Regions from separate parts of the Mus musculus genome. Here region 1 is linked to region 2. The links are chromatin contacts, called in public promoter capture Hi-C maps. All regions are on one chromosome and are shown on one strand. The core of a region is the stretch at or near the end of the contact, and the rest is flanking DNA. Distances in the headings are between cores, read along the strand shown.

The links. Promoter capture Hi-C pulls out the DNA fragments that hold promoters and counts their contacts.
Region 1: a contact with region 2 is called in a promoter capture Hi-C map of hippocampal neurons, with 3 times the contacts expected there. A contact is called at or near these places in 2 of 39 promoter capture datasets (cranial neural crest and hippocampal neurons).

What each region holds. Positions count from the first base shown.
Region 1 is chr19:10,947,514-10,950,681 of GRCm38.p6, forward strand. It overlaps Ccdc86 (coiled-coil domain containing 86), which reads right to left and starts at 1,753. Exons shown (of 4, transcript NM_023731.3): 1 at 765-1,753. The coding sequence starts at 1,720.
Region 2 is chr19:8,662,258-8,665,551 of GRCm38.p6, forward strand. Chrm1 (cholinergic receptor, muscarinic 1, CNS) reads left to right here and starts at 1,748. Exons shown (of 3, transcript NM_001112697.1): 1 at 1,748-2,200; 2 at 2,652-2,743. 9830166K06Rik (RIKEN cDNA 9830166K06 gene) reads right to left here and starts at 1,078. Exons shown (of 3, transcript NR_045314.1): 1 at 484-1,078.

The DNA.
Region 1 (3,168 bases), core at 503-3,002, 2.3 Mb after region 2:
TACTGAGAAATCTAAACTGAGCACTCCCATGCCCCAGCACTGAAGGGACAGGGAAGACCTCATGTCTTAAGAAGGCTGGAACCCAAGGGAAGCTGGCCACCAGAAGCAGGTTAACGGGTTCACTCACACGCTTTGCAATCAAACCTATGCTCCCATCCCGTGTCTCAGTTAGCCTCCTTGAGCCTTGGCTTCCTCAGATGTACAACACCAATCCTAGTAACACCTGCTCCAAAGGGTAGATGATTACATGTGCTGCTGGCTATGAAAGCCTCTCTCTTTGGCCATCCTTACCGTGATACATAACCAGTGTCCCATGATACATTTTTTATCAAAGACAACAGCTAGCAGACAACAGTGGAAAGGACCTCACTATGTTCATATAATGGCCGCCTTTCTTGCTCTGCCTGCCACACGAGATGTGGCGGACAAGGTAAAGGTGGCACGTCTATAAACCCAGCACTAGGGAAGCAGAAGCAGGTGTATCTCTGAATTTCAGGACAGCCAGTGCTATACAGTGAGACCCTGCCTCATAATAAAAAAAGGATGGGAAGAAAGCTCAAAAGAACACCGTCTAGGGCAGACATTAAAGAAATGATCTTTGAGGATCTATCTCCCTCCCCGACCTTAGGGCATTTTGACATTATGATCGTGTTTGTTAATTTCATTCGGGTGAACTCTTTACAACCCTTGGATTGCATTCAGGCGAAGGCAAGGTCCAAATGTACTAAGAACCCAACACATCACCCATGCTACCCCCACTTTACCTCTTCTTGGAGCGGTCTTTCCACACACGCCCGGATTTGGGCTTCCCTTTCGGAATTACAGGAAGCTCCTCCTTCTCTTTCAATTTCTTGGACGCTGGGGCCTGGGGAGAGGCTATAACTCGCTTCTTTAGGTTGAGACTTTCTGTTACTGTCTCTCCCGCCGGAGGCAGCTTGCCTGGCTCCAACTGGCGCTCTGGGGAGCTAGGTGCCTGGACCGTCAGCTCCTGTGCTGGCTGAGAGGGCTCGGGACCCGGTGCTTGCTGGCCCGGGCAAGGCTCGGGGGATCCTGGGATCACCTCCTCTTTAGCGTGGGCCGCCTCAGAGTCCAGTTCTCCCTGTGGGGGAGGTAATTTGGATGGCTGCTCTCGTTGCGGGGATTCCGGGCTCGACTCTGTCTGTCCTGCAGGTGACTCCAGGCCCAGATCTTGATGAGGTTGAAGGGACCCGGGGTGAGGCTCTGGCTGCCTTTGTGGGGACCCATCGTCTGCATCCTGTCTAGGACCGGGTGATCCGGGGCTCGCCTCTGGCTGAGGTCCGGGAGACGGAAGGCTCAGTGGTGGACAGGGCGATCCGGGGCTCGTCTCTGGCTGAGGTCCGGGAGACGGAAGGCTCAGTGGTGGACAGGGCGATCCGGGGCTCGTCTCCGGCTGAGGTCCGGGAGACGGAAGGCTCAGTGGTGGACAGGGCGATCCGGGGCTCGTCTCCGGCTGAGGTCCGGGAGACGGAAGGCTCAGTGGTGGACAGGGCGATCCGGGGCTCGTCTCCGGCTGAGGTCCGGGAGACGGAAGGCTCAGTGGTGGAACTCTCGTAGACTTGAGCTCTCCTGTTTCTTCTGAGTTCGACTTGAAATCTACAAGAGCCCGTTTCGCCCGAGAGACTTCGGGGACAGGAAGGTTTTCTGGAGACAGAGGTTTTAGGCCTTCCAGCCGCCGGCTGCGCCTCAGCGGCGTATCCATGGCTCACGTGTAGCCTCTGTAGCCTTCGGAACTGTCGGCGCCTTCATATGACGTCAGACTCGTCCATTTCCGTACCGGGCAGGAAGCGCACTTGCGGTAGAGAGACCCGTGGGTAGGCGGAGCCGGGGATGAAGTCGGTCCCGGGAGGCTGGGCTTAGTAGACGCATGCGTGTTGTGCATGAGCTCAGTTACAGAGTTTAGTTGCTTGGTTTCTGCGATGCGTTTTTTGCAAACTGCGAGTTCTTGCAAGGGGATGGGGTGGGGGTATATTATACATACACACACACACACACACACACACACACACACACACACACACACACACATATAAAAATAATTTTTTTTTTCTTGAGAGAAGAGGTTGGAAAAAGGCGGAGGGAGTTTGTAGGCAGAGCCGAATCAGCGCGCTAACTTGTTCTGGAACTGCTGGGCCCGCAAACATCGCCTTTTCTTTTATCTTTTGTAGCACAGTAGCTTTGCGCTGTGTAACAAAGGGGAAGGTCCTGGTGGTCTTCCTGAGTGGGAAATCTTCAGTTTTTGAGTTGTCTCAAACGTTCCCATTCTTTTCACTTCCTCTTCTCTACTAGTGGGCCCAAGTATGCAATAGGTGGTTCTCATCTTTGAACAGTTTCAGTTAATCAGCAAAGTGTCAGGTCTGTGGCCCAGAAAACCTTGACTGCTTGTTGTCAATGTTGGGGGTTCACAACCTGTGCCCGAAGTCAGGTCTAGCTACCTTATCCTCAATAAGCCAATTGAAAGAGACACATTAAAAACTGGAAATCTTTAGAAAAAGGAGATTTATTCAATGTAGTCATACTAGAAAGAGGGGCAAAGAGATTCTGTGAATCACCCAAATTTGACCTCAGGGTTCTAAATTTAGATAAAAAATTTAGATAGAGGGCCAAGGATAAATACATCTGAGTAGTCCTTACCAAGGTATGACTCTGCCCACCATTGGCCCATTATTATCTGGGTTTTAGTCTCATCCTGTAAGGTGGTCTGACAAGCTTTTAGAACTCTGAAATCTTTTTCCAGGAGACAAGTTTCCCCTCTGGCTGGTACCTTTTTCTTCTCCCAGCATGAGAATTCTGGGGAAATTTTCATTTCTTTGGAGTCCTCTGTCTGATTGATTGGCTGATAGGCTAAGAGATGCAGTGTCGAAAGCCTTTAATCCCAGCACTTGGGAGGCAGAGGCAGGCAGATTTCTGAGATCGAGGCCAGCCTGGTCTACAGAGTGAGTTCCAGGACAGCCAGGGCTACACAGAGAAACCCTGTCTCGAAAAACAAAACAAAACAAAACAAAACAAAACAAAACAAAACAATTAAAACCTTCATCTCTGCCGGGATGGTTACTTGCTGATCCAGGAGGAGGCAGGGAAGATGAAGACCCAGAGAAACGTTCCTGTGAGCAAGGTAGAAAGCACAATTCTTGGACACACTCCCTAGGC
Region 2 (3,294 bases), core at 498-2,997:
AAGATGAGGACACTCAGGAGGAGGCAGAGGAAAGCTGGACACCCTCCCCTCCCGCCCACAAAATAAGTGTTTTTATTTCTAAAGGGACATGTGCAGAGGCGGTGGGAGAAAAGGGAGAGCAAGAAGAATGGGGGAAGGGGGCAAAGAGGAAGCTTGATTCAGACTCGGAAATGGATGTGGAGGCCTAACTCCCCCACTCTAAACCACGTGTACACGCACAAGTACACGCACCCCCACGGCTCTCCCAACATGCAGCCCGCAACCTAAGGATGGCCCAGTAGGGGGCAGCCTGCCACAGAGACTGCTTGTTTTCTGACCTAACCCTAAGGGTCTAATGCCACCGAAGGTGGGAGGAGGAGCTGTTCAGATCCTCTGACCCCGACACCCCCTCCGCCCCAAACTGTAGTATATGACCAAACACAGAGAGAAGGCGCACTGGGTACCCCTTGGCAGCCTCAAGAGTACAGATGCCCCCACACGTACCTGCCACCTGTGTCCCGTATCTGCTGGCCCAAGCCCCAGAGTCGTCGTCAATTTCTTCCTTTTCTGGTTCCTTTGGCAACTGAGCTCCAGTCTCAACATTGGTAGGAAAATGAAGAGAGAAGGAAGAATGGGTGTGCCCCGGACTCCAAAACCCTGAGCTTAGAGCTCACCTGGAACCTACCTTTAGCTTTCTCTCCTCCATAAAGGCAATCTTGATTTCGGTCCTTCCCACCTCCCTCCCAGGGCTTCATCACAGCCCATGGGGCAAAACACACAGGAGCTTTTAGTGTTTCCAATTCTCCTCGGTGGTCAGCTCTCCAGGAAGTCTCTATTGGGGCATTGCTGGACCCAGGTCCCTATGACAAAGCCCCCAGGGGTTGTCTCTATCTCCAAGGAGACTCTACACAGAAATCCAAACCAGCCTGGGGGGGAGGGGGGATGAGGGTCAAACCGTAGGCTGAGAGGAGGAGTGGCTCGTACTTCCCAGGTACACACCTGTGAACCTAAAGTGGGAGTCAGGGGAGACAGTTTGACAAGCAGGGAGGAGAGCAGTCTGTCTGCCTGTCTGTCTGTCTACCAAGGGGAAGCTGGAGGTGGAGCAGTCAGGGAGGTAGATGCTACCTCACTTGTCAAAATTAGCCAATTCCACAGTTGGGCAACACTCAGACATACACTGAGCACAGACACACGCTCCCACATGCGTTCTGGCTCCAGATTGGCAGGGTCACACCTGGATTTACGTAGGCTGCATAATGACATGAGCACACATGTCATACTACACATGCCGGACCCTGAACAGCATATGGAACAAACACAGTTTCTCCAGTGCTCCACAAACCAGATACACATATACCCTCACACCAGACCTTTCCATACACCAGAGTGCACTGCCCAGCATGCGGGCATGTCACTCCGTCCCAGGGTGGGTGAGCCAGCCCTCTGGGTCTGGTCCAAGTTGGAACCTCTCACGTGAGGCCCAATGTGTCATTTTCAAACAGAAGGAATTTAGCTCCCTCACAGCAGGGAGGAAGAGCAGGGTGTGTGGCTGGGTGGGTGGGTGGGTGGGCGCGTGGGCATGTTCATGGGGGGAGGGTATGCAAAGGAAGCAGGCATGTGAATAATGGGGCATGTGTGTCGGGGCATGTGTGTTGGGACATGGTGCACAGGAGTTGGGGGCTTTCCGGTTGGGTGGGGGAAGGTGCCCGGGAAACAGAGTGTGCCTTTGTGAGAGGGTGTGTGTGTGTGTGTGTGTGTGTGTGTGTGTGTGTGTGTGTGTGCCGCCAGTCTGTGTGCAGTGGGTGTGGGTGTTTGTCTCCCTGTATCCGCCTTCTCTCTCCTCTTGGACTTTTAGCTTTCCTGGGCTCTCTTTCCTCATGTCCTGCCTCCTCCCTCTCGAGGCTCAAAGTGGGTGCCCTTGTGGACAAGGGGGGCACACTCCAGGACTTAGTCCAACCCCAGATGCTGCCTGAGGCTTCCCTCCTGCTCCCCCTCCCTTTCTTTCCTCCCTTTCCTCCCTCCCTCTCTTTCCCTTCCTCCCTCCCCCCCAAGGCTGGCGTGCCAGGGGGTGGGACATGCCAATCACTGGCTGTGCCTCTCCGGCTGCCAGCACAGGGCGCAGCTCCCCCCGGGAGCCAGGTGTTTGGGTCCCAGGAGACACTGCAGGCCCCCGGAGAAGCACTGAAGCTGAGGACCCTACAGACCCCTCTCCGGTCCCATGGTGAGTACATTTGGAAGGGCTTGGGAGGGGCTGTGTTGAGCTGGGTGCAGAAGCATCAGGGTCCTCTGAGACAGGGCAGGGACAAGGATGAGACAGGAATGGGGGTGGATTCTTGAAAGGGGAGGTGGCCAGGGAGGGGTCTAGAGGCCAAGAGGGCTCTCTAGCAGTGGGCATTGGCTGCTACAAACACCCTGTCTGCTGCTTCTCAGTGGATTTATCTGATGTTTTTCTGTGCTTTAGCTGGCAGAAGAGGTAAAGACCTTCTTAGGAAACTCAACCTAGACTTCAGAAGAGATTAGATGGCTGTGTGGTTAGCAGATCCCCCAGCACACTAAAGGCAGAAGGGGAAGGGCAGGAGGCAGCCCTGGCTACCAGCACCTAGTTGAAGAGTGACCCCATGTACATACTTTTGGGGACACCAGTCCCAGAGCCTCCTTCTCTCCTCCTTCAGGAAACCCTGAATCCTACCTCCCCTATCCACCTTCAGCCCCCCAAGATGGATTGAATGAGGCTGCTGGCCAGATGGACAAGCTGGATGCCAAGGTGGGTGTTGGGCCAGAAGCCAGCAGGAGACCAGGCAAAAAGCCCCAGTGCTCTTTGGAGACAGATAAGCACATGGATAGCCACACCACCCAGACAATGTGGTCCTGGCACGCGAGGGGACCCAGAGGGCCCTCCCTGTGTTTTTGTATCTTTGGCTTGCAGAAGGCAGGTTTCGGGCAATACAAGGGTACTGATGCACACACATGTTCCCTGACTCCAGTAAGGATGAGTTAAATCCAGAGGCTCTGACTCTTGGAGTTGCCACCTCTAAGACAGGTGTCTGGAGAAGGGGCAGTTGGCTCATGGAAATTTCTTCACCTTAGAGGTTCTTAGCGCCAGTGGAGAGGGGTTCAGTTCTTCTTACAGTGCACATCTATCTGCAGCTCATCCCATTGGCTCAGTGACCCCTGCCTCACCGGCTAGCAGTCTCCAGTAGCCAGTCTCCTGTCTCAGAGTAACCAGCTACTCCATGAGCTGCCCAAGGAAAGCTTTCTACCCTCTGATCTCAGCTACAAGGCAAACCATGATCGCTGTTGAGATATGTAAGAGGA